4 separate regions of the Mus musculus genome follow, and regions 1, 2 and 3 are each linked to region 4. Evidence: chromatin contacts called from public ChIA-PET and Hi-C data. All regions are on one chromosome and are shown on one strand. The core of a region is the stretch at or near the end of the contact, and the rest is flanking DNA. Distances in the headings are between cores, read along the strand shown.

Region 1 (6,219 bases), core at 2,831-5,330, 240 kb after region 4:
GGCTGATTAGTCTGAATCCTGGCTCTCTCACCTCACGTGCTGTCTTGGACAAGGCGCCTCAGCATCTCCCTTCCCGCACCTAACTGTTCTGGGGCCTAAGCGAGCTAGTGCACATAAACACTCAAGGTACAGAGATGAGGAGTACGGTGGGAGCCACGGATGGATCAGGAGTGCGGTGGGAGCCACGGATGGAGGAAGTCTTTGGTGGGGACCGTTCAGCTTACACAGCAAGTTCACTTACAATTCAGGGTCCAATCTTGAGGGTAGAAATCTGTATTTGTAACTACATAGTTTATGGATAGTTCTTGTGCATACAGCTTGAAACCAACTACTATGACATGGAGAGAGAGAAAGAGACTATATATTTACACTAAAAAAAGTAAATTTTACAGTTCTTCCTAATATACCCATTTTTGTTTTCATGTACAAAAAGAAAAGGCTCCATCAGATGATAATGTGTATCACTTGCTGTTGGATTAAATGATGGGAGGAGGAACTTTAAATAGATCCTGGACCACTTCCTTGAATGTTTTCCCTTGAGACCAGGGACTCAATGAAAGTGAAGATGAGCTCCAGTTCCTAATTCCCCTCCCCTGAATGCTAGAATTGCCAGTGTGCACTCCCTCACCCAATTCCCTGGCAGACTCTTTCCTATACAGCCCAGGTACCATAATTACTCTTCATTGTCAACGTGATTGCGGTGGCCATGGAAACACTGTCCTGGGAATGTCTGTGAGGGTGCTGAGGTTCAACTGAAGACTAAAGATTTCCCCTTAGTTGTGGGCTGTCGCAGACTCTCTGGGCCCCTTTGTCTGTGTGGAACGGGTCTCTAGTCATGGGTGGATAAAGTGTAGGATGAGTGACAAAATAGACACACACAGGAAAGTTTGTGTGGAATCTGAATGTAATGTCAAATCGAGCATCAGACTTTTTATGTAAAAGACAGTAAGGAAGTTGGGTGACATATTTGTAAGGTACAAATGAGGTAACCGGATGCTTAATGACTCTGACACAGAACAGAGGAATGAAAACGCAAAGACTGGCAGGAGCTGGGCAATAAAATAACTGAGACAGAGTCAGCCCTATCTAAGGTCAGCTGTAGTCTTAGAAGCCAGGTGTGAGAACTTTTCACTCCTAGGGCAAGGGCTTTCACACCCAAATCATGGTTCTAACTAGGGAGTTCCGTTCTAGCTAACCATCTCATGAATAATGCAATACTCTAAAACCACAGCCCGATCTACTTTCTAAACCATTGTAAATTTTTGTATATGGGAGCGACTTGGCTTTTACTGATAGTGTAATACCAGAGGCTATTTTGAATGTCACTGTCTAGCTTAAGGACATTCTAGGACTGTAGGAACACTGGCGGAAGGCTTTAGCTATGTTAGAATTTAATCTTAAAAGGCACTTATAATAGGAAAATACTGAAAGAGAGCACGTGGATCTATACTCTAGACTAACGCGGGAATGGAGAATTAAGATAATGTCAGACTCTAGGAGAAGAGCTTTCTTGAAACTCTTTTTGCCTCATGAGCAGCTTTTAGGCATCCCTGCCTGACAGGCTGACTCGACCGGAGTACACACACACACACACACACACACACACACACACACCCCGCTGTGATGAGCTGCACCTTCAGACTGTGAGCCAAAATAAAGCCCCTTCTTCCCTAGCTTGCTTTATCACAGCAGCAGGAAAAGTAACGGCTACAAGCCAAACATCGGGTTTGTCGGGGGCTTGTCATGCTGCAGAGACTATGCTTAAACTAGCGGACAAGTGTTTCCCCAAGATCCCTAAGTAGCTGGGACGAGGCACACAACTGCCCCCAGTGTATCTATCTCTTCTCCCCAGTGTAGCAGATATGGACGTCACCTTCTCCTGCTCCACTTCTAATGAGCTTGCTGTGCTGCAGGGCTGCAAAACTTGCTTCCCAGACCATGCCTGCAGATGAAGCTCTCTACGGAAAATCGGCCTTGCTGAGGTCTGGAAGTAGTAAGGTCCAGGGCACCTCTGTTGCTATTGCTTACTCTGCTGAGAAATCACGTAGCAGAGATGTCTCCGTTTTCTGCAAACCTTTTCTGATATGTACTCAGGGTAAGCTAGAAACATCTGTGGTGGTAGCTTCCTTCCTGGTGCCTCACCTTCAAATCTAGCCACGGTAGTAGCTACTAGGCAGGTTAATTCTGCAAGAACTCATTCCAGACACAAGCCTACCTACCCTCCACTTCTTTAAATAACCCACTGACAAGAAAAAGAAGAAAAAGAGAAAGAGAAAGAGAAAGAGAAAGAGAAAGAGAGAGAGAGAGAGAGAGAGAGAAAGAGAAAGAGAAAGAGAAAGAGAAAGAGAAAGAGAAAGAGAAAGAGAAAGAGAAAGAGAAAGAGAAAGAGAAAGAGAAAGAGAAAGAGAAAGAGAAAGGAAAGGAAAGGAAAGGAAAGGAAAAACGTTTTCAGTTGGACACAGTGGCACATCTGCAGTTCCTACATATGGAAGGCAGAAATGAGAAGAACTTTAGTCTAGGCCTCCTCACGTGATCATGTCTCATAAGAGAGAACAAACCAAAAATCCTACCACAACCAAAAACTGTCTATACAGTTTTAAGTGTATTCAAAAGTAGGTATTCAATATTCAGCCCATCTTCAACAGTTACTAACTTACATCCAAACGGATTTTGGTTTTGAGGCAAGATCTCCCCCATACCATCCAAACTCCAAATTATTGACCCTCCTGACTGCCAATCCATGCTTGAATCCACGTAGATCCTGAGCTATATTAGTGCATCCCCCACCACCTATTTTCAAGTAAATCTCTACCGTGTCATTTCTAGCATGCACTTTGTAAAGCAGCAAACCTTAAGAGTTCAGCATGACCACTACCCACTCAGTGCTCACACTGCTAAAGTACCGTTTATTGTAGTACATTTTGCTTTGCTGAGCCAGAACCCACAGAAAGAGGCAACTGGCTAACATATTTCAGCCTTTATGTCTAAGTCCTCCCTTCATCGGTGTTCTTCTCTGCAACTGGTTTTGAAGAAACCATCTGGGCTGGAGAGATGGCTCAGCAGTTAGGAACACTGACTGTTCTTCCAGAGGTCCTGAGTTCAATTCCCATCACTTTTATAGATGGCTCACAAACCATCTATAAAGTGATCAGACGCCCTCTTCTGGAGTGTCTGAACATAGCTACAATGTGTGTGTGTGTTTTAAAAAACAAAAACAAAAAAAAACCTATCTTGTTCACTTCCCACTCTATATTTTGGTGACTGTGCCCGATAGTCTGCTTGACCTAGTTCATACTTCAGTCTTCCAAAATTCCTAAACATTGCTGGGTATAAAGGCTTCATTCTCCAAGATGCAAGTGAGTTTTCTGAGCTCTGCGTTAGCCTCAGCCAGGCAGCTAACAATGGCGTGACTAGTTTGGGAACACTTAAATGCAGTTCCTATCTTGAAAGATGTGAGGGGTTGAGGGGGGTTGAGGGGGGTTGCTGCTTTTTGACCACTATGGGGTGGGTATGTGACTTTCAGCTGTTCATCTGTGAAAACCAAAGATTAACCAGTGGCAATGGTCCTTGCCAGCTCCTGGGGTGGGGAAACTAGTTATCTGACCTATTCTCATCCCTTCAAGGACAAAGTGTCCTTCAGGGTGCTAATTTAGAGGTCTCTTATTAGTCTCTTATAAGTACCAAGTTTTCTGGGCTTTCAGTTGTTTTCTGAGGTACCTTTGGCAAAGGGCATTTCCACCTGGCCTTGGCAGCACCTTCTACCTACTTGCTAATTATACCATGTTTTTAGAGTGTTAATGATTTCATTCAGAATTTGTAGCTTTCCCAATTCCCCCAGTGGGTCAGTCCAAGTATGTACAAAACACGCTCATATCTCACATTAAATAGAAAAGGCAGATGTAACAATTCCAGGAGCGTGACTAGATAGATTAGCATCCTCCAAGGAGCTCTGACCGAGCTCTGGCAGGTCACGTAGCTCCTTCCCTAATGAAGGCCACAAGGCTTCCCCTTGTGGTGAAGTAGGACTGGCTCCCACAGTAATACTTTCATTTTCTTTAGAGGATACCCTAGATTTCTCAACTCTCGGAAAATTGTGTCCACTACAGTACACGTCACTCCTGACACAACTTCCTTTGTTATACCACTGATACAATGAGAATGCAAGCTACAGGCCTCAAGGCAAGGTGTTCAAAAGAAGCGTGGCTGTCTTAGACATGTCTCACTGCTTCTTGTTTAAAAGAGTATTTATCTGATGTCATGGGAAAGAAAATATCCTCAGCACCACTTCCCAGTACCCTTTAGATAAGGGGCCTCACTACCACCCCGCTCCACCTCACTTTACAGCCTGCAGCTTCCTGCATCTGACGGAGACAGGCCACTGATGGGTTACACTCACTGTCATTTCTCCACCCTTACGTAATGAATATGCTTATACTGTGAAACTTCAGTGATATTAAGAGCTAATATCTCTTCAGCTATTAAAACTAGTGAAAGAAATTGTGACAAGTGTGGCCCCAGGGACAGCGCCAGATCCCAGCAAAGGCAAGTTAACGCACATAAAGACAAAGACTTCTAAATGCTTCCATCTTTCCCTCATTCAGTTACACATTTGTAGCAGGAGAGCCGTGGTTAAGCTCCCCCACCATCTAAAACCGTGACCTCCTCTCCCCAGTTCCTTCTTCATAAGCAGGCTCGGAGTCCTCAGATACAGAAGGAAACCTAGCTCTTAGCCTGTTTTACTTGTTGCAAATCACACGCACCAAATATTGAGCTTTTTGACATGATATAGTTAAAAGAGGAGGCATAAAGTAACATGCCAATGGGTTAGCTAGGCAGTATCACCAGGAATAGTCTACAGGCTACACCCAGGTGCTACCACTAAGTTGTCAAAAGTGATCCTGTTAGCAGTCAAATGATGAACCCGGAATCAATTTCCTCAGCCATTGCTAAGATTACTTGAATGCTTAAAATCAAAATGCATAACATTGTGGGTTATCCTTATTACTCTTTAGTATTTGGAAGTTATCAATCACCTGATAAAGGAATGCATCAAGCACTAATTTCTACTTATCTGTACATATATCATGGTAAAAATGACAAGGCAGAGAGTGATAGCTATTCTTTCTTTCAAGAGGATACTCAAACCTTAGCTAAATATAGGCAGTCTGAACCAGATACTTCCCAGACTTGATGTAGGTGCACGTGACCTCATGACTACATTCTGGCTAATAAAATGAAAATTGAAATGTACTACAGAGCTTCCAAAAAGCACCTTTCAAAGCGCTGGCACCTGCCCACTGCCACCCTCCCATCCTTTCAATAAAATGACAAAAAATTAAAAGGACCTTAAATTCTTCAAAACAGTCATGGATCAGAGAGCTCACACCAGTCCTAGATCTTTACCTCTGGCATTTAGTATCAAGAGAGAAATAAGCCATTGTTATGTCTTATCCAAAATACTTGGTTACTCATCTCTCCAAAATACTGGCTTTCTCTGGATACAGGACAAAGGCAACTCCATAAATGAGAGATTTTCAGACATGTTAACCAGCCACCCCTCCCCTCTTTTCTTTTTTTTTTTTTTCTTTTACTTTTTATATTCTTATTTGAGATAGGGTCTGACTATATATAGCTGTTCTGGAACTTACTATATAGACCAGGCTAGCCTCAAACTCAAGAGATCCTCCTGTCTCTGCACCAGCACATCAAGCTCGTGTCTCTCTCTAAGGACATATGCAGCTGTTACACACTAGGAATCAGATAGTCTCGGTTGGTGTTGTGCCTCTGCCACTAACTGGCAAGTCAGTAAACTTCTGTAGTCCTTATGTCTCTATCCATTGAACTGGGGAAGCACCATCTATGTAAGAAGATCCCCTAGAGACCCACATGTAGGCATATATGAAAGTATTAGGCAATATGAATCACTATACACATATTAATTGCTGAGACTATAAGACAACTGTGAGTAGAAACTATATTACACTGTATTTTCAGTAATAAGTGCTCAGTAAATATTTGTTGAATAAGTATGCTAACATCTTCGATAACTTATTCTTTTTTTTTTTTTTTGAGCTGAATGAAGCTGTTAGAGAATTGTTTGTGTTCCTAATGAGAACAAATAACTCCAAATTTTGATTGTCAGTCAAAAGATGCAAGGGTGTGAAGAGAGAAGCTAGCCCACCTTTCTTGTCCAAAAGTGAACCCACTTGCATAAGCAAC
Region 2 (6,502 bases), core at 2,178-4,677, 210 kb after region 4:
GTATTAGAGAAGGCCCTTTATGAAAACAGGATTGAGCTAAAACTGCTCATACCCTTAATCCAGTCATGTCACTCCCAGAAACTCATCTCAAGGAATAAATTCAGGACAAAGGAGAATCCTCTTCGGTGTACAAATGTCAATCACAACACAGAGAGGTCAGTCAGGAGCACCCCAGCACTGTTTACCGTGCTGGTGTTTGGGGACGTGTTTGGTGTTGGGGTAGGAGAAAGCTTCGTTTAATGGCTCTCAGATCATCTTATGCAAAAAAACTGGTTCCATGTCATTTTGGGGCTTGTATTTTCAATCACACGGATTCCTGGATGCCCTTTCCAGGGCTATGGTAAGACACATAAAGTTCTCCATGTGGTTCTGGTGTCCAGCCAAAACTAGACTAGTCAACCTTACAACAGTCATCCGTATCTCAGAACAGCGTGAAAGTTCCTAGTGCAGACTGTCCAGAGATTGCTCAGAGCATTCAAGCAGTCACAGGGGTGACTGGGCAGGTGAGGACCGAGGCCAGGTGCTTCTGGTACCCCATCCCCACCCCTCCATCAAAGGCTTCCTTCTCTCACTGATCACCTCAGTCTAATATTGCCATGCTGCCTCTCAATTCCCATTCATGGCCCACTTTCTGGCTGCTGCCCCGAGATCTCTCGCCAGAGCCTCGCAACTTTGACACATAATTGAGAACCGGCTTCATAATTAGCATACCAGCTACACAATGCACTCCTAAAAAGGCTTTCTGATCCATATGAACCTGCAATCTAGAGGAAGGGAAAGCAGGAAGCTTTGAACCCAGGTTTTCAATGGCCCTAAGCATCCAGACCCCAAACCACTTCTTCAATAACTCGCGGTCAAAAGTATTCCAACTGTGGAGCAGGGATGAATTCTCAGCTGTATCATGCTAGCATTGCAACTAAAATACTGAAGTAATATTGCTTGACTTAAATGGGGTCAAGAAATAAGCATCTTTCTCTGTCCTGGGTTCCAAGAACCTCTGTAATTCTGCCCACTACCTTCAGACACCCTTCCAGACAGACACTCACAAACAACTGCAGATGCTCAGAGCCAGCTGGAAGAGCTGGCATGGAAAGGCTTAAAACATTGCTTTCAAATCTGTTCTCTTTTCTTCACATGTGAACACTATAAAATATCTAAACTCTGTGTTTGGTCTATAGTTCATTCCCAGCCCTTTACCTGTCACCCCCAATTTCCCTTAAAAGGAACAATGTATTTAAAAAGGTAAGTTTGTAGAAAGCTTGCCCCTGGGCCAGCTCAGCGCCCTTTTTTTTTCCCCCATTGTCCATAGCCAAATCCTTACAAGTCCTAAGGGCTGACCTTTGAGAGTTTATTGTAAGCTAGACACTACATTAAGCACTTTGTATATTTTATCTCAACTGCAGCCTTTGGGGGGAGTAATTTTCAGTTATTGCTACTGTTATTTAAAGGTCTCTTATAATAACAACACAAAAAGGAACATTGAAGAATTTCAGTGACTTGTCTGACGTTCCCATGGCCCAGAAATAACAGAGCCAAGCTTCAACATGGGCCCCTGGACTCCAGGTTCTTGCTCATTTGCCATGGTTTTAGATTCCAGTTTTCATGGTCCAGGAATCACTATAACATGCTATCTCTCTAAGGGAATGTCCGTGGAAACAACTGTTATATGGCCCAAAGGGCTCACTCTCTTTGAAAGAGAAGCTCTTCAAGGTCAGAGACTTGCTTATCCACCTAGTCAACCTCCCCAGAAGAAAGACAGATGATTGAAAGTCTTTAAATAGGAAAACAGACACAGAGGTTCCCCCCGACCCCCACCCCAGGCCTTTCTCTGCATCCACAATGGACTAAGGAACACTGCTAGAGGCCCAAGGGGTATCACAAAACAGTCCTAAGCACTCAGAAGGTGGCCCAAGGATGCAAAACTGGCCGAGTCCCTCTACAAATGGCTAAAAGAAGGTTTAAAACTACAGAATGTAGTCTCTTCTCATTCATCTCTCCAGCTGGCCCACACCCTGTCTTTCTAACCCTGATCCGGCAGAGGGTAAACCACTGGGCCAGTCTCTAGGCCAGTCAGTCTCCTCTTTATGGAAAGTCCACATGGCCCTCCAAGTCTACAACAACCTTCCCCTTCTCCATCTGCTAAGCCCCCATCCTTCCTAAGGCTTCCTGCTAAGCCCCCATCCTTTATAAGCATCCTTCCTTCTGAGCACTCCAGCTCACTCCCAGAACCCTTCTCGAAACCCTACAGCTGTTAAAGCTTCTGTGACCCAGCTTCTTCTTCAACTGTTTCCTAACCTGTATCTTTCGCTGTAACTACTAGACTTGAAGGTCCACCGAAGGACGGGTTTCCTTATATTTCTCTTCTCTCATGCACAGCACCATCTTAGATCCGGTCGCTTGAACCCATCTGTCACAACTTTAATTTAGTGAAGCACCTAAAACCGGTGATTTTCCCCCAAGCTTTTGTTGCTGTGGATGTTACAGCCCAGCCAATCTATTGGCAGTGCACAGCATGAAACCTGCTGAGAAACTAAATTTAATCTAGAAATGTACAGAAAGGGGCCATTGGGATTGAGAATAGCTAGATAGGAATTCTGGGATATGGTTTTTATTTCGATTTTTTTTTTCTACATAGCTAGATAACTTTAAAGCTGCTCTCTGTGGATGCTGGAGGGCCCTTAGATTTCCTTCATCAAACACTGCTGCATGAAGTCTAAAGTCCCCACACAAGCAAGCTCTGACACAGCCCCAAGAACATATGGGAATACCTTAGAAACTAAGACTCAGTGGCACATGCCTGTAACTCCTGCACCTGGGAGGTGGAAGCAGAAGGGTCAGGAATTCAAGGCCATCTTTGACTTCACATCAGCCAGCCCAGGCTATCCAAGACCTCATCTCAAAACAAAAACAAAGCAAAATAGAAAGAAAACCAAAGTGTGTCTTGTTAAGACTCTAGAGTTGGGGTAGACGGCCGAACACACCCCCATCTCTGAGTTTAGTCTACACTTTGCAACAAATTAAAAAAGGTCATTACAATGTTCAGCCTAAAGAAGAAGAAAAAAATCTTAACAAAATCACAGAGATTCCTGAGACACCGAAAAAACATTTTTAAAGAGGCAAAAGTCTTACCTGGGGTAGAATGCCAAGTCTCATCACCAAAATGACTGACTCCGGAAGTCTAAGTAGCTCTCCACGCCATGTAAAAGCTAACGTAGCTCAAATCTATTACTGCTGAGAGTCCCTCCTGAGGTCTACCTCTCTCTCTCTCTCTCTTCCCCAAGGCTCCCAATGAGTCACTGTTGGAAAAGCTGCAACACCGGACTGGCAGAGTCCAGCCCAAGGTGGTGGGCCTCAGTGTCGGAGGTGACCGAGGCAGAGGAACACTCCGAAAGTGACAAAAGCGATTAGCAAGTTCCTGTGCCGAAGTGAGTTTCCTGTGGCTGGCTTCTCCACAAAGGGGTTTCGCCTGTGTGGGTTTAGGGGCCTGTGCGCATGTGCGTTTGTTTCCCTCCATGAGCCTGTGAAACCTACCCAAGCAAGAGGCCAAATAGGGCTTTTGCTGCACGGCTGGATTTCTGTTTGATTACCGTTTTATCCTTTCTGGATCGTTTCTCTCTCTCCATTCCCTCCTGTTGAGGGAAGGAAAGGGGGTGAAACTGGGATGATTCTTTCAGGAAATGAAACAAGAGAGGAAAATCGGTTTCACTGTCCTGGCTGGTCTCGGTTAACTTAAGCTTAAGTAAAAGCACTTAACTAAGAACTTAACTTCCGGGCTGAGAATGGAGCCTATGGGTAGCGTACTTGCCTGGCCCTGTGTTTGTGCCCCGTACTGAATAAAAGCCATAGTTCCTGGCACACACCTGTTATCCCAATGTTCAGAAGGATCAGAAGTTCCAGGTTTCCCAGGTATGATGGCACCTGCCTTTAATTCCAGCGCTCAAGAGGCAAAAAGCAGGTGGAGTTCTTTGAGTTCAAGGCCAGCCTGGTCTACATAGAGAATTCTAGAACATCCAGAGCTTCACAGAGAGTCTCTGTAAAAAAAAAAAAAAAAACTCAGCTGTACACGGAGTTCACCACCAGCCCAGCAGGAGACAGTCGGTGGGTTCTCTGGATCACTCTGCCTTATTAATAATGAGTTGTGCTGCCAGTATTAGTAACAATTTAAAAATGAAGGGCATAGCAAAAGTCAAGTAACCGCCACAGAGCAGCACCTGGGCCGGGAGGTACTAGACCCTGTGCTGTTTTCTGACCCCTCTGAGTTTCATTATTTGACTAAAAACACAACTGTACTTGTCCCTCCTCGCTGTGCCAGCCAGGTGTAGAGACCATCTGCCACAATGTAACCCCATGGTCAAACTGCCTAAACCAGCCATTTGACTCTCCTGAAGTATTAACACCCTCCCCCCTCCCCTCCCCCTCCCCTTCCCATGCCCCGCCACCCTAAGTCTTGAATCACTATAAATGCTACTGACCAGGATGGTAACTTGCTCAAAATATCGGAGTGCCAAGTAGGCAAACAGCAGAAAGACCTTAAGGCAGACATGAGATTGGATTAGCCAGGCCTTAGGTACTTTAAATGGGATTAAATGGCACGTCTCTAATCCCAGCACTCTGGAGGCAGAGGCAGGCAAATCTCTGAGTTCTGGTCTACAGAGTGAGTTCCAGGACAGTCAGGGCTACACAGAGAAACCCTGTCAGAGAGAGGGAGAGGGAGAGGGAGAGGGGGAGAGGGGGAGGGGGAGAGAGGGGAGGGGGAGAGGGGGAGAGGGGAGGGGAGAGGGGGAGAGGGGAGGGGAGAGGGGGAGGGAGAGGGAGAAAGAAAGGGGAGGGTGATAGGTCAATGTACTTGAAGCGTGGTATGGACAGAAGAAAGGAGACAACATCAGGCTTACAAATAGACACATAGAAGCCTCTATGAGCCCCCCCCCCCCCCGTAGCAATTTACTAGTAAAGTAGGAACTTAGTCTCTCTCCAGAAAATTCCTTGTGGGAAGCTTGATTACCACTGGAATATTATTAGGTAGGCAAAGCACAAATAATTTCTTTGCCTCTGAGTTTGTGTTTCTAAGGGTGAGGGCAACTGCTACAAACACCAACACCTCTGCCAGATGAAATGAGTTTAAAAAAAAAAAAACAAGAAATCTCTCAGGAGGGTGAAGTCAAAGGACTAGGAACTTGAGGCCATCTTGGGGATACACAGAGCATTTCCAGGCCAGTCTGGTTTATGAGACTTGTGTTTTAAGTTTAAATAGAGAAATATATGTGTGTTGAGATGAGGTCAAGAAAAAGTGAAAAAAAAAAATCAAACAAGGGTTGGGTTCAAAAGGAAAGCTTGTGCCCTTGTGGCTCTAAGTGTTCTGGCAGGCAATACGAAGCAGAAAAAAAGACATAGAAAACAAAGCACTACTGGGTAAACATGTGCTCAATACTGTAATCCCAGCGTTCACCAAGAATTCAAGGCCAGCCTGGGCTACAGAGGGAGGCTGTTCCCCAAACACAGGAACAAATAAGCGACACTAGTTACCGAGCTGGGGATGGTGGTCCTCTGGCTCCTGGGTGCTAAGCCCACATAGACACTTTGCCTTTGGATTTCCACAGGGAGGAAGGAAACCAAACCGCCACCCTTAAGCAGCCTGTAGCAAGGTCTGTGCAGTGAATCCTCCGCAGTCTCTCCTTGGCCAGGCTGATTTCATCTCGACACCCTAGGGACAGGTGTGACAGGGCAATGATGTACCCTCTGGGTTTCACCAGGCCGTTCCAGTTCAATCCAGATGAAGACTGACGTCAACTGTGCTTTGAGAAAGGCATTACCAACGGTTTTTCTCACCCAGTTTCTGAAAGCTCTGGTACTCCAAAGCCGAAGAGTTCAAAATGATCTACCTGTGGGGGGTGGGAGAATGCAGGCTGCGGGGGGGGGGGGGGGGGGGGTTCCTCAGGGTACCAGTGAGCTGGGCCTACTCTTGGGAGGAAAGAGAAGGGCAAAGTCAGCTGCCCTCGTGGACCAAACCTCCTCCTCCAGATGCTTCTGCCTCTGCCGCTCTGAATCTGAAGCAAGACATCCACAGCAGGATCTAGCTACTCCAGGCTTCGTCCTTTGCATATGGTCTGCACGCGTGTGGCCACACACACTCCCGGGTTAGGCTGGGTTGAGTGTTTCCCAAGCCCCAGCACTCCCACTCAGCCTGGAAGGAACCGAGAAGGTAGCACCCACATCGGGCTGCAAAGTTCCTCTTTCCCTTCCTGACCATGCTTCCTATCTGAGAAGCCTGCTCTCGCCAGGAGGAATCTCTCTCTCTCTCTCTCTCTCTCTCTCTCTCTCTCTCTCTCTCTCTCTCTCAACAGAGATAAATGGGGCTGGTAAGAAAAGAAGGGGCCCAATACCTTACATTTAAAGCAGGACAGACAAGCGCACACACATAGCCATCCTCTCTGGATATAACTTCTCATACTTTAGTCTAGCCTGGGGACAGATGGGGGGTGGGGAACACTGGTGGCTCAAAATG
Region 3 (6,748 bases), core at 4,089-6,588, 190 kb after region 4:
GTGAGTTCCAGGCTAGCCTGGGCTACAGAGGCATGGGAGCATGTGCTCCCCCTCTGACCTCCCAAAAAGATGAGACCACAACAGTTCGGCAGTTCAGGCCTCTCTACTAACAATCAGTCATAGAAATAGAAGGGGTCCCCAGGACTCTAACCGTTACTGCTGAACTGTTGGCTATTGGTTGCCTCTGGAGAGGAGAGAGTTGCCTTCTTCAGTTTTATACCCACTGCTAAGCCCCCGGGCTTCACGAGACAACTCCCAATTCATGGTCACACAGTCCTGGTGAAACTCAGTGGGCCACAAAACAAAATAAGTAGACATGAACAGGAAAGAAACATTTGTGGGGGTGGGGCAGACAGAGGTGGTAGGGACCTGGCAGGGCGTGCATGGACAGGATACACCATGTGCATGAAAAATGATGAAAAATGTAAATAAATATTGTCTTTATCTTGCTTTTTCTCTTCTCTTTTATTTTCTTTTGTTGTTGTTGTTTGTTTGGTATTTCGTTCCCCCCACTGCCCTGCCCCAAACTTGTAGCCCTGGCTATCCTGGAACTCACTCTGTAGACCAGGCTGGCCTTGAACTCAGAGATGCACCTGACTCTGCCTCCCAAGTGATGGGATCAAAGGCATGGGCCACCACTGCCCAGCAAAGTCTTTACCTTAAATTCTATTTTATCCTATTTAATTTCACTAATTCTCAATCCTACTTGAATGGTTCAGCCCTACTATGCTGCTCAATGCTACAAACAGTCATGAAATTCCCTTTCAAAATAAAAAAGAGCATACATTCGCTTGTCAGTTTATTTTCTGTACACAGATGGCCTCCGTTCCAGTCAGATCCTGCTCAGGACTCACCTTGGCAAGGTACCTGCTGCAACTGTTAATGTGTGCTCCAGGGCCAAGGGTCTAAGCAAGCTTTGCATTCCTAAATCCAAGGTGCATTTAACCTCATCACAGTGACACTAAAACAGAATGAGCATCACCTTCCAAACCCAAGGCTTCCCACACGTCTGCATCCAAAGTCTCCAAGTCATGAGTTCTTATACTATCCCTAGACCAAGCCACACCCAGGAAGAGGTGGGCACTTCAGTCTGGTCTCCACCAATGAGCTGGAGAAATCACAGGTGTGAGGTTATCCTTTACCCAACATGGCGGAAGACACATGACAGCGAGGACCTTCGCAGGAACTTTGTGACATTCAATTTCTAACTAGGACTGCACTCTTTTTTTTTTTTTTATGCTGTTTAAAATAACAGGCTTCATCTAAGAATAGTGAGCTATCAGATAAACTAGTTTCTTCCTGTAATTGAGATCCTTTAAAATAACAGTGGAGAACCCAGCAGTGGTGGCAAACACCTTTAGTCCCCGCACTTAGAAAACAGTGGCAGGAGGATCTCTGAGTTCGAGGTCAGCCTGGTCTACAGAGTGAGTTCCAGGACAGCCAGGGCTACACACAGAGAAAACCTGTCTCAAATAAAATAAAATAAAATAAAATAAAATAAAATAAAATAAATAACAGAAGGTGTTAAATTGAAACAGCAAAAGTACAATTGAAGATAGTAATGATCCCAAAGGTGTGGAAGGGAAAGAAATTAATAAGCAATGAATATTATATGTAATTTCCTTCATCCTTGGTTTATTTGGGAATTTGCATTGAAGCTGGAGAAATCACTGGAACACTAGCAGTTAGCTGTGGTTTCTCCCTTGAGAATCTTTTATAAGGCCGGCCTCAGATGGGGAGGAACCTCTGCAGAGTTCTCTACAACGGAGAGCAGGCTCCTCTAATCTACGTTATCTATGCTGCACCATGTAGCTTTCCGACGTGTTGCTTGACGGGGCCATGGTGGGTTGTTCCTGGGACCTGCGACTATAGGTGAATCTCCTTTCCTTCATTTTGTTTATGTGTATTTAAGATACAATTACTAAAATAGGCATGCTTGACTTGTGTGATTTGTCTAAGTGTGTGTGCGTGTGTGTGTGTGTGTGTGTGTGTGTGTGTGTGTGTGTTTTGCTGGAGATCAAACCCCAGAGTCTTGCACTTGTGAGGCAAACATCACCTGCTGAGCTACATCCCTAACCACCAACCTGTGCAGTTCCAAAGAAGTGCTCTATACGGGTCACTGTTCCTCTCTATACGGGTCACTGTTCCTCTCTATACGGGTCACTGTTCCTCTCTATACGGGTCACTGTTCCTTTAGTTTGGGCTTTGAAAGGAAAGGAAAGGCTGAACTGGACCCTTGAAAGAAACAAAGTTTCCGGGTTGAGGATATAGCCTCGTGGTGCATCACTCACGTAGCATGTGTGTCTCTAGATTTAATCCCCCCACCCAACCCCAAAAAATAAATTTATGAGAGGTATACCAGTGTCTTTGATCTTAAAATAATCTAGCTCTGGACAACTAGATTTGCTTAAGTCTCCTGGAAGCACTCACTCTAATTTTTGGTTCCTTTTTAAACTATCAATCTTACTTTCTCCTTTTGGAAGAAGACATAGGAAAGTGAGCCGCTGCCTCCAGTGACAGATTATCACGGGTGCGTTCCACCCAGCCTCCCTCGCCCTTCCTGCTTACACAGGGTTTGGTTTGGTTTGTTTGCTTGCTGGCTTGTTTTATATAGTCAAAGAAATTGGAATCGCACCTGTGTATTAAGTGGCACAAAGAAGCCATTGCTGGCTTTGTTGGGTGACAATCTTGTTGTTTTCATCGCCAAGGTGAAAATACAAAATCAGAAACTGTGTTTAGCTCCTCACGTGTATTTACTTGTAGGGAGGCAGAGTGCATGGCGTGTGCTGTTTATGGATCAGAGGAAGACTTGCCCAAGTTGAGTCTCTCCTCCCATCTTGTGGGTTCCAGGCACTGAACTCAGGTCACCGGCTGAGCCATCCGGGTGGCCCAGAGTCTGAAACTTTGTATCAACATAATCTTACATTGAAGATTTCACACCAGGGAAATTCTGTCCATGCACAAAATTATTTAAAGATACCGTCTATTATTACCTTCTGTTATGTATATATGAATTATATGTGAAATGTTAATGACTTTCATATTTAAACTTGGGTCCTATTACCAACATTTATCATCATACCTATGCAAATATTCCAGTCTAAAATATTCACTATTTAAAATATTTTTGTTCCAAGCAATTTAGACAAGGGATGTTCAGTGCACATGCACACACATGTTCTTGCATGTGCAGGCACATGTGTGTATCCTTATCTAACAGAGATGGTGACCCATTTGTAAGTGAAATAAATACAAATGCTTATATCTCTCTAGAAAACAGTGACAGCAAGTGAGAAAAGAGGGTGATGAATGAAATAAGACTGGAAAGCAAGCTGGAGAGATGGCTCCGTGGTTAAGAACTCTGTCTACTCTTCCAGAGGACCCAGCTTCAATTCTCAGCACCCATGTGGCAGCTCACCAAATGTCTCCCTCTCCGGAGGATTCGACACTCTCAGCACAGACGTTCACGCATACATACAGGCCACAAGCATCAGTACACATGGAATAAAGAAAGATTTTTAAACAACTGAAGACATATCGAAGTTGAGTGTTGGATATGTGAAAGAATGTAAGTTTCCTTTCTGTTTTTGTGTTTAATTCAAAAATTTTAAATTAAACATTATTTTAAAAACAGATTGGTGAGGTGGCTTCGTGGGTGAAGACATCTGCCATCAAGTCTGACAACCTGAGTTTGATCCGGGAATCCACATGTCCAGAGGAGAGAACTCACTCCCATAAGATGTCCTGAGGCCTCTACACACACACAACCTAGCGTAGCATATGCAGTGACTTCCTGTCCCCAACAAATAGATTAAAAAAATAATAAGTTGTAAGGTTTTAAACAGCGGGGTCTTTTATTGTAAGCATCACCAATAATAATTTGCCTTAAGCCCACAATCCTCCTGTCTCGGCCTCCCAAGTACTGTGCTTACAGGCCTGTGTTACACTGCCTGACTGCTCTAATGACTTCGTAAAGTGTTTGGAGGAATGCTGTTGGGACATCAGGTGACAAGTGACTGAGACAAACAGGCAGGAGCTCAGAGCATGTCCCCTCCAGGTGGAAGCCACCACCCCGGTTAAGGATACTAAAATAAAAACCTTGTGATTCCAGTCCAACCTGCTTTGTGTCTCAGTGAAATGTGAGCCAACTATATCCAGGCCCTTTTTAAAATTTCCTAAGTCTTCAGCTTTTCCCAGCCAAACGAGATGGTCATCGTTTCTTAAAGACTTTTAAAAATTCTTCTTAGGGATGGGAGGATATTAACTCTTTTCTTGATTAAATGCATTGCCAATATTTGTTTAATACATATGGTGTGCCCATATGGAAATTCCCCTGATTACTGGTGCTCCCTCATACTGAACAACCTCTAGTCTGTAGGGTAACAAGTCCCCCCACTGTGGAAACAAATTCAGTGTGTTGAAAGGACCAAAAGGTCATCAGCGTCAACCCACTCACTTCCCCCACAAGGAAGCCAAGAGTTACAGAAAGCAGCTCAGCTGCGACCGACTTCCACACCCAGAATGGAACCTGCTGAGTCAGCACATTTTCCATCGGCTGGGCATGTTTCAAATGCTCCCTGACTTTTCTTTCATATTTAAGCACAGAGCTCATAAAGCTAGCTAATGCCTCCAAATCATTCATTCTAAATTAACCAAGTCCCCCGCATCTCTCCAGGGGAAAGATTCTACCTCACAAAAGTGACCTTTTTCACTCAGAAAGTTGCTCCCAATTCTAATATGAAATTATTTCTCCAAACAGCTATTCTCTTTCTTGTTGACATACTTTTTAGACAGATCATTTCTTTTTCAGGTAATCGTTACCATAAGTCCTTTAGAATTAGGATAAACTCTTAACTCTTGGCATATTTAAATGATGAAGAAGGCGGGCCTCTTCGCCCTGAGAAGAGAGCCGTGATTTTGGTTAGTGAGAACATCTAACATCAGGAATCTGTGGAGGACCCAGGTGCGGAGGCTCTTCAGCTGATCAATAACATAACCTGCTGATCAATAACATAACCTTAGGTGAGTCACAGAACTGGGGCCACAAAGCATGCAGGATAACTGGGAGCCTACATGACTTCTGAGTCATCTGAGAGGATGCTATTATCCCACACCAAGCTGAATGCTCGACCTTTGGCAAAGAATTATAAAACACCAGCACTTGCCAGACGCTGTTTTAAGCGCTTTACAAAAACTGCCTCATTTGATGGCAACTGTACCCTGCTGTCAGCTCCACTGTCCCTGCAGTTTACAAAGGGGACAGTAAATAAGACACAGAGATGTAATGAGCATTGCCCAAGATGACACGCTAGTGAGGTAGACCGCTGGGGTCTAGACACCAGCAGTGAGCTGAGGAGACCAACATCAGTCTCTCTGTCCCCTCCAGTTTCCTGTTCTCTCTTGGGTTAGGCCTGCCTACCCCTATAACCTTAATAAGACTAAGATAAAAAATAACGGCAGTGTGGAGAGGAAATAACAAAATGACATTCTGCAGTGTGTGAGTGATTTCTTCCTTATTCCAAACACCAAACACAAAACAGATTTCTTTTCTGTTCTTTTTTCTTGTTGTTGTTGTTGTTGTTGTTGTTGGCAGCAGTGGGGGCTCACTAATATAACCTCTTGCCAGCATAAGGCCCTGGGTTCAATCCCCGGTAGAGAGAAACAACAAAAACAAAAGATCTGTTGTTTTTGATAAATGTTGTTGGACAAAACTCAGTGGATGTGTATTAGACAGGGCTGAACACTCCTCCATGTGACAAAGCTGTTTCTAAGAACAACCATGCTCTTGATTCAATCTCATTGCCACTAAGTTATAAGATACACTTCAGTCCCAAAATCTTACTTACATTCAGTAACATAGTTTATATATGCACTAAGACTTGTTCTTCCCTGTTGGAGAGCCTGTTATTAAGTTGTCAGTCCCCCCATGACTGGATGGCTTTCTGAGCTCGGTGTAAAATGGGGGGGCTTCCTCCCTCAACTTCCTCTCTTCCCTGTCTCTACCTGTCTTTGTCTGGAGAGTGTCCCTGAACACAGGTGGCTGGCCTTGACTGGGCTTTGGCTGAGAAGTGACCTTGTACAAAGCTCTCTACAATGCTGTATAGCCCAGCAAACACGGCCTGCTTCCCACCCGCATGATAATTAGCTGCTGTATCATAGCCAACCATCCCTTCCTGTTTGATTGAAGCTATGTCCAATTGGCCCTTTCCACCCACACCCCTAACTGACCCTTTACACACCCTATTTCTGAAACAATAAAGTAGACTCACTTCGTTGCAATGTCTCTGGAGGTCACTCTGCCACACTCAGCCTTCCAAACCCTGTTCGCTTTGTCCTCTCAGGCTGGTGGCCACTAGCATCCGAGGAGACAGGGGTGGAACACTTATCAGTCAGAATTAATTAAAATACAAAATTTCAAGAGGTCCTCTGGAAGACAAGGACTCAGGTAACTCTAGATCTGCTTCTTTGTCACTACGGCTGCCCTGTTCTCATCAGGGAATTCTGAATCTGCACACACTATAAAGAACTTACTCAGACAGGCATGGTGGCACCCATCCGTAATGCCAACACTTGAGAGTCTGAGGCAGGAGGATTGACATGAGTTTGGGACCTGCCTGGTCTAGTACTTATGAACTAGGCTACATAGCAAGACCTTACCTCAGTAAAGAGGAAGGAAAAGAAATGAAAGGGAAGGGGGGTGGGAGGGGGCAGGGGGGAGGGAGGGAGGGAGGGAGGGAGGGAGGAAGGG
Region 4 (5,977 bases), core at 585-3,084:
AGAGCTAAGTGAATTAAGGCTGAGTTACTGATTTCCTGGGAGTCAAAGGTCCCTGTTTTAAATAGAACCAGAGGAAGTCCTTACAACGGGGCTCAGGCTCAAGGGGACACCTTGGGAAGAGGAGTTCAGGGAAAGGAACGTTCTGGGGAAAAAAGCTGCACGTCTTGTCCAGAAGGTCCCTTCTCGGAATAATAAAAGACAGCGTGTGTCTTCACAGTACTTCCTCCTAGCTGTGAATGAGAGGGACTCTGTTCTAAACTTGGCCTTGGTGTGTGACGGAGCTGTGTGTGTGAGATCTTGTCAGTGAGGCCCGATGGCTGCATGGTCCACTCTCTCCCCAGGGGCATCCGTGAAACTACCCTGAGAGTGTCTCAACTGAATATCTCACATCGCTTCTAGAAAGAGCAAGGGTTCCTGCTTTCTGTGCAGTCAGAGTTCGTTTTCCTCACTACTGGTAGAGAGCCTTTCATAGGACACTACTTTAAAAAAAAAAATCACCAGCTGGCCTTGAATATCTTTAACTTTATGGACAACCACAGCGGCAACATCTTGTAATTGTACAGTTAAAAAGAAAAGAAAAAAGAAAAGAACCCACCCCCACCCCCCCACTTTCTTGGCCTGGAGAGATTGGTCAGTGGTTCTTTTCCCGAGTTTAGTTGGTACCCTTTCATGGGTGCTCACCACAACCTGTAGTGCCAGCTCCAGGGCATCCTCTTCTGGCCTCCGTAGGCACCTTGACACTGGTGCAACCCCCACACCCCCAACACACCTGTAAACACAATTTATAATTCAACACATCTTTTAAAAAACTCCTTTCTCAAATAAACTCCATGTCTACCATTAGCTTTAGTCTTGCGATGTTAAATGAGAACGTTGAAATAAACGATATGACCACCTATCTGGCTAGGAGAAGAGCTGACGTGTGGACTTTCCGCCTCCGTGGACCCAGCTCTTCTCTCTCTGGCCCCACTCCTGCCACCCGCACAGTGTGTGGTGACCTGTGTCAGCATTACCTTTGGTCTACGGGGGCCTCTCAGAACACAGACTTCATGGTGTGCCTTCCATGTGTGAGACACTGCACCAAGTGCGTTAGGGGTTCACCCCTAGCCCCCACACAACTCTGCTAGCTCGGAATCCTTCACCCTTCTCACTGAAGGGAACCAAGGCTCGGAGCAGTCGGATGATCTGCATAAAGCCATATATTTGCCATGTTCACCCTGTCAGCTGCCTGCCACAGGTCTGAAGAAAGCCCTGCCTTTCCCCTATCTTCATCACAGTGGAGCTCAATGCAAGGGGCCTTAAACAATTTCTTTTCCTCCTAAGTCTTGACTTTTATCCACACCATGCCCCCTGATGGATAGATGTTGTCTTTGTAACTAGACATAGATGTGGGTTAGATTCGATTTTTAACTTAGCCTTTAACTTTCAGAGCCGAAGGAAAACCAGGGTTAGGGGCTAGGAGGTCAGTGGGCCTGCTTGGTAGGCTTGGCAGGGACCTCTTTGCGGGGAACCCTGGAATAGAGGTGGCTTCCTTGGGCAGAAAATTGGTCAGATGACTCTCAAGCACACAGAGATGTGTGTGTGTGTGTGTGTGTGTGTGTGTGTACACGATCGCTCACGCATGTGCCTGTGTGGAGAAGGTATGGCAACAGGCATTTATGGAGGCAGAAGCAGGAAGCTGCCTGCTCGTGTTCCTCATACAGGAAGCAGAGTAAAAGGACAGGAAGTGGGGCCCGGCTATAAAACCTCAAAGCCAGGCTGAAGAGTACTTAAGAGCACATGCTGTTCTTGCAGGGGACTTTGCACCATACAGCAGTTAAGTGTGTACAGCCCCAGTTCCGGGGGATCCGGCACCCTTTCCATTCTCTACAGACACTAGGTGCTCTCATGGTATGCCTACATATCCAGGCAAAACACTCATATAAACAGATCAGAGGGACAATCTAGGGGGCAACCTCAAAGCTCACCCCACAGTGACACACTTCCTCTTTAAAGTTTCACAGTCTTCTTGAGACAGGGCTGCCAACTAGGAAGTGAGTGTTCCAACACAGGAACCTACCGGCGCGTTTTTAATTCAAACCACCATACAGGGCTTCTGGGTCTTTGCTGAAAATGCTAGGCTTTGTAGAGCTATGAGCCCCGGGAATCCTCCTGTCTCTACTTCTCCAGCAGAAGGATTACAAATCTACTCCACCTTGAACATGGGTGCTGGAGGTGAACACTTAAGCTCACGGAAGTTCAGCAGCATTTTACAAACCTGTCATGCCTTGTTTTGTTTTAAAGATTTATTTATTCATAGGCATGATTGTTTTGCCTGCATGAATTTCTGTGCACTACGTTTATGCTTGGTACCCAAGGAGGCCAGAGAGAGGCCATCAGAGTCTCTGGAACTGAAGTGACAGATGGTTGTGAACTGCAGTAGAGATGATGAACACAGACTCTGTAAGAGCCCTTAGAGCCAGCGGCCAACGCACTTATTGTTGAGCCATCTCTCCGGCCCCTTGTTTTGTTATTCTGAGACAAGCTTTTGCTACATATCTCTGGCTGCCTATGTAATTGAGGCTGACCTTGAACTTGTGACAATCCCACCTCTTTCTGCCTCTGAAAGCTGGCATTGCAGGTGTACACTACCACACCTGATTGCCAAGAAGAGTTCTTTTGCTCTCAGTATTCTTGGCAAAGGAAACTGCGGAGGTGCATCCAGATTGTTACTGACGTGGCTCTGTGGGCCGTTGTTCTCCTGCCTGGGAGAACAAGAGAAGTGAAATCAAGGGGTACCCAAATCAAGGGGTGCCCAGAATGCTTTCCAAGCTTTCAGGCAACCAGACAGATACCTTGGATGTCCATAGGGTCTAACAGCCATCACCCCAAGGATGGCCTCCTGCGTCCCTACTCTGGATTTCATATTGAAAGAGCTAATTAGCAGCTGGGCCCTTTCCCTGCTAGCACAGTGGCCTGTGTGTTTGCCGCTAGGTATGCCAACCCCAGGTGGGTTTTGAGCATCATTGCTGAGGCACTGTTTGGTGTGTCAGAGCGCACTGGCCTATTTCTGCTGGCCTTCCTTTCCAGCAGGATTCCTAAACGGAACTTTGTACCACAAATGAACCTGGACTCCTACCTGCTGAGGAGTTCAAGAGACTGAACCGTGTCCCGTGCAGCTTCCCCTCATTTAAGGATTGTGAAACCCCAATGGGTTTAAATCGATCATTGTTTAAACGACTGTCCTCTCTGTGTCCGCTCGCTGCGTATGCAAACTCTGGAAGAAACCAAACAAAGATCTCATTCTGCTTCTCCTCCAGCAATGACTTTTTACTGTAAGAACATAGGAAACACCTGCTTGCTCATGGTTTCGTTGTTTAATACAGAATCTCCCTCGCTCTGTAACTCAAGAACTAACTTATAGATATAGCCCAGGATGGCTCCAAACTCACAATCCTTAGCCTCCCCAGTGTTAGGGTTATGGAGTTGTTTATCTTTCATTATTTGTTAAGAAAATTAGAGCAGCTTGACTACATTTTCTGCTGCTATTTGATACGTTACTCTAAGAAAGCAATAAATAGCCCCTCACGAAGACAGCAGGCCCAAGGATGTCCTCTTGGGACTAGCATCCCACTTCTTGAGTGGTAAGGACTGTTTGTGCTGCATAAGAATCTGAATGTAGAAACGGGCAGGGAGTGGATGCTGTTGAAGGAACACATACCTGGGTGAGGGACCCGATTCACCTGGACTTCCGTGTGATTTAGAGAACCCTCTATTCCATTCTTGCCTGCTCTCTGAGCTGGTGTGCTGGCTACACTTCTCAGGAGCACTCTTGTTTGTGCCGTAGGAAAAAATAAAGAGATTTGTCTTGTTTTAAGTAGGAAACAGATTTGGAAAGTGTATTTTTATTAGAGAAATTAGATATTTGGAGATGCTGGCTTATGAATGGTAGTGGGACATATTTTTCTCACCCTCTTCCCTTTAGACGGGGTCTCACTATCTATGTAGCCCAGGCTTACCTCTCAACTCACAGATCCACCTGCTTCTGCCTCCTGAGTGTTGGAAATAAAGGTGTGTGTCACCACACCCAGAAGTGCAGTATCGTTTAAAAATAGAGTTTTAGCCAGGCTTTGGCTTCATGCCTCTAATCCTAGCGCTTGGGATACAGAAGTGGTTACTATAAGATCAAGGCTAGCTTGGGCTAAAAAGTGAGACTCTGCCTCAAGAAAACAGACAAGAGAGAAAGACAGGGGAAAGGGAGGAAATTTTATTTCATTTTTTAAAAAAGATTTATTTATTATTACACATAAGTTCACTATAGCTGACTTCAGGCGTACCAGAAGAGGGTGGCCAGATCTCATTATGGGTGGTTGTGAGCCACCATGTGGTTGCTGGGATTTGAACTCAGGACCTTCGGAAGAGCAGTCAGTGCTCTTACCCGCTGAGTCATCTCACCAGCCCTTATTTTATTCTTAAATACAAAAACAGAAATCATTTTTAGAGAACTGTTTTCATTTTCACAGTTTTCATTTAGAAATAAGCACTCATTGCTCGTTCCTAATCAGAGTCTTTGGTAAAGAATTTACTGTTGACAATTCAAAAAACGATCTATTTTTGAATCAGTCATATAAAAATTGTGATCAGTGGGTTTAGAGAGATAAAGAACACTGATTGCTCTTAACAAAGGACCCAGGTTCGATTCCCACCACCTACATGGTGGCTCACAAGTCTTTGTTTCAGGGGATCTAATGATATTCTGCCATCTGTGGATAATAGGCACACAAATGATATTCATAGGCACCCACACAGACACAGAAAATAAAAATAAATCAATCTTTAAGAAGATTAAGGATTTGAGTGAAATGTGTACCAGTTAAATGAATCTCAATATTTTGGGTGGGGGAAGATTTTCAAAACAACTCATTTAGTAATCTAATCCTATTAATTTGTTATGGGTTTGATTTGTTTGTTTCTGTCAGTTTTGTTTTATTTTGAGACAAGATCTCACCATGGAGTCCTGGGTGGTCTAGACTCTCTTTGTAGATCAGGCTAACCTCCAACCCAGAGAAACCTGCCCACCTCTTCTGCCCAAGCACTGGCTTGTACCACCACGCCCCGCCCAATTTGACTTCCCACCCAGTTTGATTTCTGCCAAGACCTTATCGCAAAATTGGAGGGAGCGAAGCAGAGGAGGGAGTGTTAACAGTCTTAATTCGCTAAGGAAAACATGTGGGTTACAACTGAAGGGAGGAACTTGCCACAAGTAACCTATTTCCCACCGCAGATGAGTTCAGTTTGTTTGGTTTTTTTTCTCTATGTCTTGCCACCTTGCACATGTGGACTCTGTATGGACAGTGGACGTGAGGCAGTGAGTGTCGAAACCTTAAAAATGGGGGCTGGAGGGAGAGATGGCTTCAACAGCTAAGAACAAAGAATCCTGGTTTAATCCCAGCACCCATATGGCAGATGAAAACCAGGTTAGAGGTATCTTGACACCCACTTTTGACCTCTGTGGACACCAGGCAGGAAAGTGGTGCACACAGATAAAAATAAAACAAAAAAATATGAAATTAAGTGAGAAAAGACTGCCAGTGCTCGACCCGAGAATTTATTATGGGGTGTGTTCTTTTTTTTTTTTTTTTACGATTTATTTATTTATTATATGTAAGTACACTGTAGCTGTCTTCAGACACTCCAGAAGAGGGAGTCAGATCTCGTTACGGATGGTTGTGAGCCACCATGTGGTTGCTGGGATTTGAACTCGGGACCTTTGGAAGAGCAGTCAGGTGCTTTTACCCACTGAGCCATCTCGCCAGCCCCTGGGGGGTATGTTCTAAGGACAATGTGAAATCAAAGACCATCTTTAGAGAATCTGAACACCTGAATTCCTATCCATCACAAGATGGATCACAGGTGTGCAGTTTTCAAAGTTCCCTGGTTCCACCTCTTTCTAGAGTTTCTAGATGTCCAAGCTCCTTTGTAAAATCAAGAAACTTAA

Evidence for each region. Hi-C and Micro-C count contacts between places; a contact is called where the count stands out from the background. ChIA-PET counts read pairs in DNA pulled down with a chosen protein or histone mark.
Region 1: a contact with region 4 is called in a Hi-C map of CD8 T cells, with 2.5 times the contacts expected there. The contact joins two enhancer-like sites. A contact is called at or near these places in 8 of 484 Hi-C or Micro-C datasets (CD4 T cells, CD8 T cells, the G1E-ER4 cell line and 4 more), 3 of 115 datasets of contacts at active chromatin or transcription factors (effector CD8 T cells, large pre-B cells and memory CD8 T cells) and 2 of 9 other capture datasets (adipose tissue and pancreatic islet).
Region 2: a contact with region 4 is called in an RNA polymerase II ChIA-PET map of memory CD8 T cells, with 104 read pairs. The contact joins the promoter of Rhoh here to the enhancer-like site in region 4. A contact is called at or near these places in 4 of 39 promoter capture datasets (the C10 cell line, HPC-7-derived erythroid cells and pre-B cells), 4 of 484 Hi-C or Micro-C datasets (the HPC-7 cell line, Th1 cells, double positive thymocytes and 1 more), 4 of 115 datasets of contacts at active chromatin or transcription factors (bone marrow-derived macrophages, effector CD8 T cells, memory CD8 T cells and 1 more) and 1 of 9 other capture datasets (adipose tissue).
Region 3: an RNA polymerase II ChIA-PET map of effector CD8 T cells shows a contact between it and region 4, with 34 read pairs. The contact joins two enhancer-like sites. A contact is called at or near these places in 2 of 484 Hi-C or Micro-C datasets (LSK cells and double positive thymocytes) and 3 of 115 datasets of contacts at active chromatin or transcription factors (bone marrow-derived macrophages, effector CD8 T cells and microglia).

The regions. Positions count from the first base shown.
Region 1 is chr5:65,830,237-65,836,455 of GRCm38.p6, reverse strand. No RefSeq gene overlaps it. Among named protein-coding and RNA genes, the nearest start is that of Gm3521, 25 kb to the left of the region's middle. Within about 2 kb of position 4,080, at least 35 of the 459 cell types and tissues checked have an H3K27ac peak or open chromatin away from gene starts, as enhancers often do. A contact at or near this core is called in CD8 T cells and the G1E-ER4 cell line, where this site is marked.
Region 2 is chr5:65,860,509-65,867,010 of GRCm38.p6, reverse strand. Rhoh (ras homolog family member H) reads right to left here and starts at 3,427. Exons shown (of 3, transcript NM_001081105.2): 1 at 3,130-3,427.
Region 3 is chr5:65,881,306-65,888,053 of GRCm38.p6, reverse strand. All of the region lies in intron 1 of Rhoh (ras homolog family member H), which reads right to left. Among named protein-coding and RNA genes, the nearest start is that of Rhoh, 21 kb to the right of the region's middle. Within about 2 kb of position 5,338, at least 45 of the 459 cell types and tissues checked have an H3K27ac peak or open chromatin away from gene starts, as enhancers often do. A contact at or near this core is called in bone marrow-derived macrophages, effector CD8 T cells and microglia, where this site is marked.
Region 4 is chr5:66,071,123-66,077,099 of GRCm38.p6, reverse strand. All of the region lies in intron 3 of Rbm47 (RNA binding motif protein 47), which reads left to right. Among named protein-coding and RNA genes, the nearest start is that of Gm40310, 64 kb to the right of the region's middle. Within about 2 kb of position 1,834, at least 159 of the 459 cell types and tissues checked have an H3K27ac peak or open chromatin away from gene starts, as enhancers often do. A contact at or near this core is called in CD8 T cells, the G1E-ER4 cell line, the HPC-7 cell line and 9 more, where this site is marked.